Linked DNA regions of Arachis hypogaea: region 2 is linked to region 1. The links are chromatin contacts, called in public Hi-C maps. All regions are on one chromosome and are shown on one strand. Each heading gives the region's core, a stretch centred on a gene start, on an enhancer-like site or on the middle of the called end of the contact. The rest is flanking DNA. Distances are from core to core; before and after follow the strand shown. Region 1 holds the start of LOC112721331. Region 2 holds the start of LOC112721333.

What was found. Hi-C and Micro-C count contacts between places; a contact is called where the count stands out from the background.
Region 2: a contact with region 1 is called in a Hi-C map of leaf, with 2.8 times the contacts expected there. The contact joins the promoter of LOC112721333 here to the promoter of LOC112721331 in region 1. A contact is called at or near these places in 4 of 8 Hi-C or Micro-C datasets (all in leaf).

What each region holds. Positions count from the first base shown.
Region 1 is chr11:47,751,483-47,758,254 of arahy.Tifrunner.gnm2.J5K5, forward strand. LOC112721331 reads right to left here and starts at 4,113. Exons shown (of 1, transcript XM_025772401.1): 1 at 3,013-4,113. The coding sequence starts at 4,113. The coding sequence ends at 3,013.
Region 2 is chr11:47,979,530-47,986,301 of arahy.Tifrunner.gnm2.J5K5, forward strand. It overlaps LOC112721333, which reads right to left and starts at 2,979. Exons shown (of 4, transcript XM_025772403.1): 1 at 2,548-2,979; 2 at 1,963-2,274; 3 at 1,541-1,815; 4 at 469-1,405. The coding sequence starts at 2,979. The coding sequence ends at 469. It overlaps LOC112720814, which reads right to left. Exons shown (of 7, transcript XM_025771906.3): 7 at 6,383-6,690. The coding sequence ends at 6,567.

The DNA.
Region 1 (6,772 bases), core at 2,863-5,362:
CTCCAGCTGGGAGTGATGGAGCGGCTAGTTCAGGAACTCCACAGTACCCCCCATACTTTTCAACTTTGGACTTGGATGCCATGAGACAATAGGGGGTACTTGGCATGCCTGTCGGATTTGGGACCAGAGACACACAGGATACATGAGGACTAGCTGAGTTTCAAGTTGTTCAGCAATTTCAGGATAAAAAAGAGGTCGTGCTGAGCGTGAAGACTTATAGCATCTGACGTGGGGTTGAATATAAAGTGTTGGAATCTGTTTATCACAAGTACCATGGAAAGTGTAAGGAATTCAGCAACGGGTGCACGTGGTTGATTCGTATTAGTCTCCGCCAACGCAGAGGTATTTAGGAGGTAAAACGATACAATGGACCACATACTTGTCTGGCTACTTCGATATCCAGTGATCACAAGAAGCTTGATTACCATGTGATCTCGGCCTTTATACTGTCTATGATTAGAGCTGATGTTGTCGTGTCGATCATGGTACTGTAGAATACGATAGGGATTCATTTTGGTTTTAGACCGACTTACAAGAGGGTTTGGATGGCTAAGTAGAAGGTCGTGGCTCAGATTTACGAAGACTGGAAAAAGTCATATAATGAGTTGGCACGATGGATGCTAGGTGTGCAGATGACAATGCCGGGTAGTGTTGCAGTGTTAAGGACAAGTCCTGTGCGACTGGGTGGCCAAGTCGATGAGTCACATGCTTATTTTCACCGTCTTTTTTGGACATTCCCACCGTGTATCGAGGCCTTCCAACATTGCAAGCCTCTAGTTAGTGTCAACGGGACCCACTTATACAACAAATATGGTGGTACACTACTGGTTGTGATTGCTCAGGACAGTAATTCCAATATCATCCATGTCGCATTCGCCATTTTGGAGGGTGAAAATACAGAGTTGTGGTCATTGATGCATGAAAATTTTATGTATTTTTCTTGGGTGTTTCTTAGGTGAAATTGATAGTTTTTGCTTGATAATTATGTGCTTTATTATGATATTCTATTAATACTTTGAATGCTTTGATCTTTTGATAATTGTAGAAAAATAATAGAAAAAGAAGCAAAAAGTACAAACAAACTCAAAAAACTCAAGGAGGAGTTTTTGACACACTTTGAAACTTCGGACATGCTTTAAACCTTAGGCCACGCTTTTGGAAGCACGACCCCTAAAGCAAGCGTGGCCCATGAAGCATACACACAAAAGGAAGGCATGCGTTAAGTAATGAAGCATGCACACTAATTAATGAAGCCATTTAATGATGCATGAATCAAAGAAATGCATAATGCATTAGCGTGAATCAAAGGAAGATATGGCATAAGCCAATGAAGAATGAAGCATGCATGTAGCGTTATGCATGTGGCGTTATTATTTGATTTATGAAGCAAAGCAAGGCGTTTAACACCAAGCAAGCATGAATGAACGCCAATGAATAAAGGGTGGCATTTAACGCCACAAGGAATATGGGTGTGTGGAAACTACACGCCTTCGAGGCTTTCATTTGAACAATTTGTATGGGCATGTAACGCTTCTTATTGGCTTGTCACACGCCAAGACCTCACTCCCAGGACCTTGTATGATTCAGTGGCGTTCCACACGCCGCAGCCCGGTATTACACGTTGGGCCAAATTTTCAGAAGTCTACTTCAAAGACCCATTTGGACGTGTCACACGCCGCAACAAGGCTGTCACACGCCAAGCAGAGAGAGCTCTAGAGACCACAAAGGAGTGGCATTCCATATGCCACACATTGGCGTTTCACACACCAAAGGAAGGCTGCTCCCAGGGGAAGAAAAGCATGGCGTTTTGTATGCCAAAGCTTGGTGTTTCACTTGCTTTTTGGCCTAACTTTTATAAGCCACTTTGGCCACTCTCCATGCCCATTCAGAATGCCAAATTTGAGACCACCAAAGCCTTGAAGAAAAGATACAAAGCGAAAGATTTAATGTGAAAGATTAGATTTAATTTTATTTTATTTTGAATTAGTTTGAATTTAATGATTAGGTTTTGTTTTAAAGTTTAGTATATAAGGTTCATAAAGGACCCTGGGGAAACCACCCTTCAACAATCCAAGGATCCACCTTCAGACCGTTGGCCGTTTTTGATACCTTATTTTTTATTTTGAAGCGTGAGCCACTAATCTCCTTGATTAAGGTTAGAAGCTCTGTTCATCTTTTTATAGATTATTAATCTAAGTGTTCTATTTTATATGAGGTTTATCCTTTGATTTATTTCATGATTGAATTTTGGTTTTTCATCTCTAAAGATTTAGAATTGTTGAAAAACATTTTAATTCTGTCTTGGATTCTAAATATTGTTTTGGAAAAAATTAATATTTGAATTAGATTAAAAACTCTTTCACACTACTTTTTTATTACACTAGGAATAGGTTTAAAGAGTGTGCGACACTTTGTGAGTTTCAATTGTTAGGACTAGTTTGAATACGTGACATATAAATCAAACTTAGGAATATTTTTGAATCTTACTTATTGAATCAAAATTGGGCTTCACCTCTTTTTCTTAAGTAATTGACTAAGGAATTAGCTATTAATTAAGTTAAAGAGAAATTAAATTACCAAGAAATTGGAATTTGATTATTTATTATTCGCCGTGATTAATCTTTGCATACCTCATCTAAATAAACACAAGGATTGTTTTCCTAAGAAGTGAACATATTTGACACCTTAACTATCTTTATTATCTTATCTGCTTAACTAATTTTAGTTTGCTCTTGTTTAATTTTCTATTTTCATGCTATTTACTAGTGAAACACTTATTTTTAATTGTTTGACTAGAATGATCAATTGACCATTGTTTGCTTAATCCGTTAATTCTAGTGGAATCGACACTCATTCACCGGAGTTATTACTTGGTACGACCCGGTGCATTTGCCAGTAGTTCTACAAATATTGGAGGGGTGAACCCCAACCAATAAGTATCGAATACCAAGCTGAGGCGATACATCTCATGGACATAAACTGACCAATCCAAATGTGAGTATGCACAGCACACTAAGGCATAGCGACATGGATAATGAAGAGCCTGGAAATATCCGCAATCACAGGTGTGGTCCTTGAGGGACACTTTGTAAGATCCAAGTGAAAAGCTGTCAGTCGGTGTTGTCTCAACCATGGTGAACTCAGAATTATCCCTGTGACCCTGTCGTACAAAGTCATCGTGAAACACCTTGAGGCCTTCAGATTAGCCTTAATTGCCTTCATCAAATGCTGACTAAACCGCTTCTCGATTCCTAATTGTGCCTCTACTTCTCTTCCTTTATGAACAAAAAGCTCTGCTAATCTCCCAAAGGTGGACTTCACCAATGAACAAACCGGAAGGTTCCTTACACCCTTCAAAATCGAGTTTACACACTCGGATATGTTCGTAGTCATATACCCGAACCTCCTACCTTCATCGCGATGCTGAGTCCACCGTGCATAGTCAATCCAATTAGGCCAGTCACACATGGCCAAGTCTTCAGAGCGGAAGATGTCAAACCAATAGTCAAACTCGACCTCGGTCTTTGCATAAGCAACATTGACTAGAAATCTCCTAGCATCCTTGCCCTTAAAACTAAGGGCAAAGTTTGCCACCACGTATCGGATAAAAAATGCCATGTATGCATTAGGTGGAAGCCAACCCCCATAAGGAGCCTCCAGTGCAGTCTTGATCCCGTTATGCCTATCCGATATGACCAAGATACCTGGTTGAGGCATTACATGTTGTCGAAGGTGGGATAAGAAAAATAATTGCGACTCTGCATTTTCACCCACCACAAGGGCGAATGTGACAGGGATGATATTGGAATTGCTGTCCTGAGCAATCGCAACCAGCAGTGTACCACCATATTTGCTGTACAAGTGGGTCCCGTCAACACTAACCAGAGGCTTACAATGTTGGAAGGCCTCGATACATGGTGGGAATGTCCAAAAAAGACGGTGGAAATAAGCATGCGACTCATCGACTTGGCCACCCAGTCGCACAGGACTCGTCCTCAACACTGCAACACTACCTGGCATCGTCATCTGCACACCTAGCAGCCATTGCAGTAACTCATTATATGGCTCTTCCCAGTCTCCGTCAATCTGAGCCACGGCCTTCTGCTTAGCCATCCAAACACTCTAGTAAGTCGGTCTAAAACCAAAATGGGTCTCTATCGCATTTTTCAGTACCTTGATCGACACGGCAACATCGACTCTAATCATAGGCAATATGAAGGCCGAGATCACATGGTAATCAAGCCTCTTATGATCACTGGATATCGAAGTAGCCAGACAAGTATGTGGTCCATTGTATCGTTTTACCTCCCAAATACCTCTACGCTGGCAGAGACTAATACGAATCAACCACGTCCCCCCGTTGCTGAATTCCTTACACTTTCCATGGTACTTGTGATAAACAGATTCCAACACTTTAATTCAACCCCACGTCGGATGCTATAAGTCTTCACGCTCAGCATGGCCTCCTCTTTATCCTGAAACTACTGAACAACTTGGAACTCAGCCAGTCCTCCTGTATCCTGTGTGTCTCTGGTCCCAAATCCGACAGGCATGCCAAGTACCCCCTGCTGTCTCATGGCATCCAAGTCCAAAGTTGAAAAGTACAGGGGGTACTGCGGAGTTCCTGAACTAGCCGCTCCATCACTCCGAGCTGGAGTACTCCTCACTAGCTCATCATTTCTATCATCGGCAATCGTAGTGGGCTCCACATCATCATCATCCTCATCCTGAAATGCATCTTCCACACCATCCGGTGCTCCACCCTGTCAGGATTTCGTTACCACGTCAGGAATGTCGTCCATCGCAATCGCAACATCACCAAAGGGACTAGTGTCACCCACTTCTCCGTCATGAGTGCGATTTAGGTCACCCGTGCCAACCAAAGCTGCCTCAGGCTGAATCACGGGCAGAGATGAAGAGGTACTAATAGGCCTCGAACTAGAGTAGGCTACCATGGCTGAAGGCTGAGGATTCCGGTTAGAACCTCTTGAATTGGAGACTACATCCACAAACTTGGCCAACAGCTTAGGGTCCTAACCTATGAGAATTGCCGACGACAATGGAACAGAACTTGCAAATCTTTGTCGCTGCCTTTGACGAACGAATCGTACTTCACGTTATCCCACAAAACAGAAATCAAAATTCTGTAGACTAACTTCTCCACCCGTTTCATGCCTTACAGCCCCAGTTTTCGGATTATAGTATTTTGAAACTTGGTGAAACTTGTTGAAAGTTTGAGAAAAACACAAATCAGATCATTATTAGTAAACTTAATTCCGGAACGCATTTTTTCTTAATCGATCCTCTATAGTGCACCAAAACTAACTCTCATCACTAGCCATTGCAAAGCACTATGATGAGAAATTCACATTCAACAGTTATTTATATAAATTTGTGGCCTAGTAAATCAAATTAAGTTACATCCATTTATATATCTTGTTGAATACATACTAAATCAACTTGCCTTGTGCCGATTTATTCATGGACATTTCGAGGATGGTAAATCGAATTGGCTCGTTCGATTTACTATGAACCCTCACCATTCATACATAAATCGAATGAGTTTGATTCGATTTGCATGAAACGCTACTAAATCGAATATGGCTGTTTCGATGTACTATCAACGAAACTAAATCGAGTATGTCTGCTTCGATTTACATAGAAATGTCCTTTAGGGACATGCACGTAACATTTTTCGTTTGGGTAATTGGCGTAAATTTGAGTTGGCATTGGTTTATTTAAGTTTTTTACCCCAAAATATATTTTTCACTATAATATTATCACAAGTTACAAATTAAAAAATAATTCACACTTCATAATTAATAACAACAATAAATATTACTATATAATTAAAGTTTGAACTAGAAGATTAGAAGAATTGTGGAAATTGAAGTCAATGTAATTAGTATTTATAAACAACAAATAAAAAATATTTCACAAGAAAGAGAAAATTGCAAAAGTATGGGGCAAAATTTTATTTAGGACCAATGATAATTTGATTTCTCATTTACTCCATTAAAGTATTTTACAATTGTTTGAACTTGCATTCTATTTCAAAATACAATTCTCACTTATATACTAATCAAATTGGATTTTGTTTTCATTTTCATTCTCTTTATCTCTTAGATGTGACAATCTTCTCACGTCTTTCATTTTTTTCCTCTCTCTTTCATAAGACTATTTCTCTAATTTTTTCTCTCTTTCATGATTCAACTCCATTTTATTTTCTTTTTATTTGTGTTTATATTATTTAACTGCATTTTTATACACTCTTTAATTTATATTTATCTAATATGTATGAATAATTCAAATATGTTCAACAATCATTCATTCAATATCAATAATTTGTTTTTTTTTTAAATGAAAAAACCTATCATTATTTCGTACTCCCTTCTATTCTTCAACATCATTTCACTTTCTTTTTCATTGTGTATATGCATTATTTTACTACATTTTTACAATATTTAGCTTTTAGTGATAGTTATATGTTTCACTAATCATTCATTCAACAACAACATTTAAGTTTTAGTTTTAATCTTTTACCATTCCTTTTTCATTTTATTTTCAACACTAGATTTATTTTTTTATTTTTTCAAATTACAAACGAAAAATCCAAAATTACACTTGTTTATCATTTAGTAATCATTAAAAAAGTTAGTATAGAAGCCAACAAATTATTAAAATTAATTTTTTATTCGCACATCTAAAACTATGCATAAACTCAAAAAATCATATCCTAACACATCACAACGTACTCACGCATTATAAGTGT
Region 2 (6,772 bases), core at 1,729-4,228, 230 kb after region 1:
TCACCGGATAGAATTTACTCTGAGCTTTGAACAGTGACAATTTAGCATCATGTTGTGTGTTTGATTTTTATTTATGGAGTCCAATGAGATGTACATACTTGGTTGTGTAATCCGTGGTTTATGTATTCCATGTTTTATGTATTCCATGTTGTGTATTTTAGTTTTAGTTATGTATTCCGAGTAGTTATGTATTTCAGTTTTAGTTATGTATGCCAAGTAGTTATGTATTTCAGTTTGTTGTTCTTTACTTGATGTTCTTTACTTCACATTATACAATATTTCTTTAGTAAAATACGAGTCCATATACGGTGAAACAAAATGCTCAAATAAACCAAAATTAACATAAATCATCCATCGTAAAATAACATTAACATTGTGAAAACACAACACACACGACAATAACGATAAAATAAACCATACAACAGTGACTAAAGATGAACTGAAAGACAACATGGTACAATAAATGCCCTAAACCCTACACACATTACTGGCAGATGCAGAACTGATGGTCACTCCTCTCTGGGGACACCTCCTACGTGTGTGGCCGGGATGTCTGCAAAGCTTACATCTCTTGGCCCTGTTTGGGTCAGCCTCATCCATGGTAGTCCGGATCTTGGTGGTCCTGGGGCGCCCCTCAGACGCATGTCTCTTGGCCGGATTAGGTATGACGGTTGGACCATCATACGGTGGCCAAAACCCCTCCGGAATTGGAGGTGTGAATACCATGCGATAAACATCAAACACGGAGCTAAGGCGATATACCTCGTGGACATAGGTGGACCAGGTCAGGCGTGCATATGCACAACAAGCTAAGGCATGACGACATGGATAATGAAGTGCCTGGAAATAGTCGCAATCACATGTCTGGTCGGTGAGGGATACTCTGTATGTGCCTAGTGAAAAACTCCCTGTCGGAGTGGTCTCAGCCACAGTAAACTCTGAGTTGTCCCTGTCGTACACAGTCATGGTGAAACACCATGAGGTCTTCAGATTTGCCTTGATCTCCTTAATCAAATGCTGACTAAACTGCTGTTCGGTTCCTAACTGTGCCTTGGCCTCTCTTCTTTTCTGAACGAATAGCTCGGCCAATCTCCCATAAGTGGCCTTCACCAACGCACAGATTGGAAGGTTCCTCACACCCTTTAGTATCGAGTTCACACACTCAGATATATTCGTAGTCATGTGCCCGAATCTCCGACCTTCGTCCCAATGATGAGTCCAATGTGCATAGTCAATTCGATTAGCCCAGTCGCACATAGTAAGATCTTTGGCATGGAGAATGTCAAACCAGTAGTGAAACTCGGCCTCAGTCTTGGCATAAGCAGCATTTATTAATAACCTCTGTGCATCCTTGCCCTTGAAATTCAGCGTGAAATTTGCCACCACGTGACGGATGGAAAAAGCCCTATATATAGTAGGTGGAAGCTAGCCACCATCAGGAGCTTCCAATGCAGCCTTTATCCCGTTGTGCCTATCTGATATGATGAGTATACCCGGCTAAGGTGTCACATGTTGCCGCATGTGAGATAGAAAGAATGACCACAACTCTGCATTCTCACCCTCCACAAGTGCAAATGCAATAGGAATGATGTTGGAGTTGCCGTGCTGCGCAATCGCGACCAACAATGTACCACCGTATTTGCCATATAGATGAGTACCGTCCACACTGACCAACGGCTTGCAATGATAAAATGCCTCAATACACAGTGGGAATGTCCAAAAAAGCCGATGAAAATAACCTGCAGAGTCATCCACCTGCCCACCAACCCGCATAGGACTCGTCTTCAATACCGCTATAGTACCTGGCATCGTGATCTGCACACCCAATACCCATCGTGGTAAGTCATTGTATGAATCTTCTCAATCTCTGTAAATCTGAGCCACAGATCTCTGTTTAGCCATCCAAACCCTCCTGTAAGTCGGTCTAAAACCGAAGTGTGCCTTCGTGGCATTCTACAGTACCTTGATCGAGACGGTAGCATCAGCTCTAATCATGGGCAGTATGAAGGCCGATATGACATGATAATTGAGCTTCCTGTGATCACTAGATATCGATGTGGCTAGACAAGTGTGAGGACCATTGTATCGTTTTACCTCCCAAATACCTCTGCGCTGGCGGAGGCTAACCCGAATGAGCCATGGGCACCCGCTGTCGAACTCCTTGCACTTACCATAGTACTTGCGATGATCGGATTCCAATACCTTGTACTCAACCCCACAACGAATGCTATAAGTCTTCATGCTTAACGCGACTTCTTCTTTATCCTGAAACTGCTGACCAACTTGAAATTCAGATACAACTCATGTATTCTGTGTCTTTCTAACCCTGAAGCCAACAGGTACTCCCGGATCTCCCTGAGGTGCCATGCCATCCAAGTCTAGAGCTGAGAAGTGGGGGGGATACTGATTAGTACCTGAAATAGATGCTCCCCCACCCACAACTGGAGTCGTCCGTGGTGTGTCATCAGTTATCGTGGCGGGCTCCACATCATCATCATCATCATCATCATCATCATTATCATCATCATCATGCAGTGTATCCTCTACCCCATCCTGTACTCCAACCTCACCAAAGACCGGGACCTTTGCAGGAGAATCAGGCGTCGCAATTGCAACCTTCCCCAACGGTCTAGTCTCACCAACCCCTGGATTACCACTGCAGTTCAAATTAAATGCAAAGGAAGGAGAAGCAGCTAAAACAGCCTCAGGTGCAATCTCTGGCACAACTGACGAGGCACCAACAGGCATGGAACTAGAGCAGGCTGCATGTCCTGTGGATTGTGGATTCCGATTTGAGCCTCCAGAACTAGATACCACATCCACAAGCTTTGCCAACACCTCTGGAGTCCTCACCTCGGGAAACTGACGACGACAATGGAACAGAACCCCCAAATCTTCATCACTGCTAATAACGAATGAATCATACTTCACATCATTGCGTAAGACGGAAATCGGGATTCTATAGAATAACTTTGCCATGCGTTTCACGCCATGCAGACCTAGTTTCTAGAATATAATATTCTTAAACTCAGTAAAATTCGTGGAAGGTTTGAGAAAAACACTTAGGGGGTCCTTATCAATAAACTTAATTCTTGATTGCATTTTTTTTAATGGACCCTCTATAGTACACAAGAGTTACAAAACTCTCATCACTAGCCATTGTGAATCTCACTATGGTAAAAAATTCACGTTGAGCTCATATTTATAAACATGAGTACTCTATAAATCCAATTAAGTGTCTTCGATTTAATCATATGGTGCCATATATATTAAATCAACCCTAATGACTTCGTTTTACCTAAAAGGCTACGTATCATCATAAATCGAATTGAGTGGATTTGATTTACCTAGCAATTGAAAATTGAATCTCTTTACTTCGATTTAGTAGGGTAATCTAATTCGAAACTATTAGCTTCGATTTACACGTGAATTCAATTTGCATGTAAATTGAATCCTCTAGATTCGATTTTGTACGTGTTTGCTTAAATCAAATTTAATCAATTCGATTTACATAGAAATGTAATTTGGGACTTTGACGTAGCCTTTTTTAGATTGAAAAATCTGAATAATTTTGGAGGAGAGTTGGTTTATTAAAGTAAATTGTCCAATTTAATTTGATATTTCTTTTGCTATGGAAAAAAAATTCATGCTAGTGACTTTTGATTGTGATGGTAATGTTCGCGCAGTATTCTTGTGAGTGAAAAAGATAAGGCCGAAAATTCCTGAAAAAAGAATAAAAAGAAAAAAGACTTAGGAGAGGGGTGTTTATATTCTTGTGAGTGAAACCGTTGCAGCATCTCTGGAATGAAACAAAACAAGAAGACAAGAACCTTAACTAGGAGAATTCTTCAATGGACCATGTTGAATGTGTTAGAAAGGGAAGAGGGAGTAATAGGAAAAAAGTTTGTGAGTATTTAAGTTGTGTTGAATGATACAACATAGAATGGTATTTATAAGTGCTAAGAGACTCGTAATAATAAAGACGGAATATTCTATAATAAATATTCAGATATATTAAATAATTCTAATTGATTCTAATTATATTTTAACAGAATGAATGGTTGAGATTAAAATAACTTTATTATATTTTATAATTAATTATATTTATATTTTGAAAAATAATTACGCGTAAAATATCTTTCTTGTTCTCATAATTTGCTCGCTTTCCACTCTAACTTCTCTCTTTCATCTTCTCTTTTGCATCTCTCCCAATATGGTAAAACACCAAAAGTCCAAAACCGTAGCTTCATTGACCAATATCTTAAATTATTAGACATGTATTGACGCCAGAATGAAGAACAATGAATTTACGGGTTTTGTAGGACAGTGATAACAGAAATAATTTAGTGTTATATGTACGAACTACTATTCCTTTACTCTCAAAGTTGGCTAAAGAGTAATAAATTTAGGGAAGTTGCTTATCATTGTTAATTGGAGAATGAAACAAGAAGAACAACCACACACTCAAAGCATAAGCCTATTTAGGCAGGGGAGTTGCTTATCATTGTTAATTGTAAATTTTTTTCTATAAAATAATATATAGTAATTGAAAAATGATAAAGTAGAAAATTTAAACAGCAGCATAATGAGTTGAAGGTTGTGTTTAACACACAAAGAGCAGAACATCTTATGCCATGAAAATGGTGATTTTCAATGAAGAGAAAAAGATATTCTAAAAAAATTAAAATAAGAATACAAGTGTAATTCTATTATTTTGTAAGTTATACTTTTCATCAATGATCATCAAAATCCGAAATTCTCCTTGTCCATAGAAGACAAAGACTGCCTTATTTTTAATATATATATATATATATATATATATATATATATATTCAAACATATATTTTATATAAATTATTAATTTAGTAGTTAATTTTTTACGTACAAAAGTAAAAATTGTAAATCATATTAAGCTTGTGATTTGTGATGTCCACTCCAGAGTCTGTTGGGATAAAAGCGTATCTTTTTTTATCTTTCTTCTTTCCCCACATTTTATAATAAAAAAAAAATTGTAATGATAGTATGATACAATAAAATAAGCGCCAGTAATTTTAAGGCTTCGTTTGTTTTCTAAAATTGGAATGGGTAAATCACAAAAACTACATTAAATAATTGGGAAAGTATATGGAACTAACTAATAATCAACCAAAATTGGAACAACATAATTAATTTTATTAATTTATAATTTAATTTGTTTTTTAAATTATTGTTGATCACGTTCAAAATATGAGGGAAGATACGCTAGTGATAGGAGAGAATCACGGAACAGATACTTTGATTATTAATTAGTTGGTTTCATATAATTAATTATGTTTTATTAATGACATAGAAATTATATCCAAAACCATCCAATTTACAAGAAAAAGAAACATCCGTGTGTCTATCAGTAGCAACATCCGGTTAAAGTTACCGGTGCCTCTGGTTTACCAGTTGGCTAATTCTTGGCTTATATAGAGTTGGTTCCCTAGCATTGTTATAAATAATTTTTATTGTTATGTCTAATATTAAATATGTATTCTTAAAAATTATTTTAAAAATTAAATTTTGATACAGTTTTTTATAAGTATGATTAAAAAAATAAGATATTTTTATTTTTAAAATTTGATAATTTTTCGCTATATATATATATATATATATATATATATTGTAATTTTTTTGTCAACAATCAATAATACTTTTAAAAAATTAAAAAATATAAAAATTAAATTTTTATTATTTTTTAAATAGTTACCTAAATATTCTTATAAAATTTTGGATCAAATGTATAAGTAATTTGTCAAATACAAAAGCTATTTGTCACTCAATAAAAATAATATTCTTTTTAGACATTTTCGTAGCATTTTTAAATTATTTAAAAATATATATTTTTTTATAACAAAATTCAAATACATTTTTCTCAACAATAAAATTATTCAAATACATTTTTGGTAGTTAAACTAATTAGAATTGAAACCGAGAGACTAAATCTAAATATTATGTCTACTTATTAGAAATCGAAACTAAAATTTTAATATCAAAACACAATTTCAATTCTTTCCGCATCTCAAGAAAGTGAGAACATATAGAAGAATGAAATTTTATAAGAATTGAAATTAAAAATTTAATATTTCTTTTTACAGATACTCTCATTTACTTTTTCAAATTCCAAATTTACTCGTCTCTATATTTATCTTAACCAAACATAATACTACAACATAATTTAGTACTACAACATAACTCAGTCCAGTACATTTTACACTAAACACAATACAAAAACTTAATTTCTATCAAGTAGTCTCTTTTTCAATCTTAATCTCCCTTTCAAACATAACCTAATTGTTGTAGAACTAGACCGGATTTTCATTTTCAATGATCAAACTATGAGATAGCCAGATGGGTAAGATTTTTAAAACCTTGAGCCAAACGAGCACGGAAGGTATGCACTAGTACCGTGTAAAAATACATTAGAAAATATCAGTAAATTCATCCATCACAAGTAAATCATACATTTAGATACAAAACACAAGCTGGAAATGAGCGAGTTTCTTCTTCAACTCGAAACAACTCAGGCTTCTCTACACGAGCCCTTACTTCATGTATTTTTGCAGGAATTTCCTGTGGAAATCATTCCTTATGGTATCATTGATGAATCGCTTGGCCACCTTGGTTTCACCACGGGCTTGGTTCTTAAACACCACATCATCGTCCCACCTAAAACAACCAAATGCACGTGCAAAACAGTTAACCAAAAAAAAAATCATAAAGAAAAATAACTGCCGTTTTGGTTTTCAAG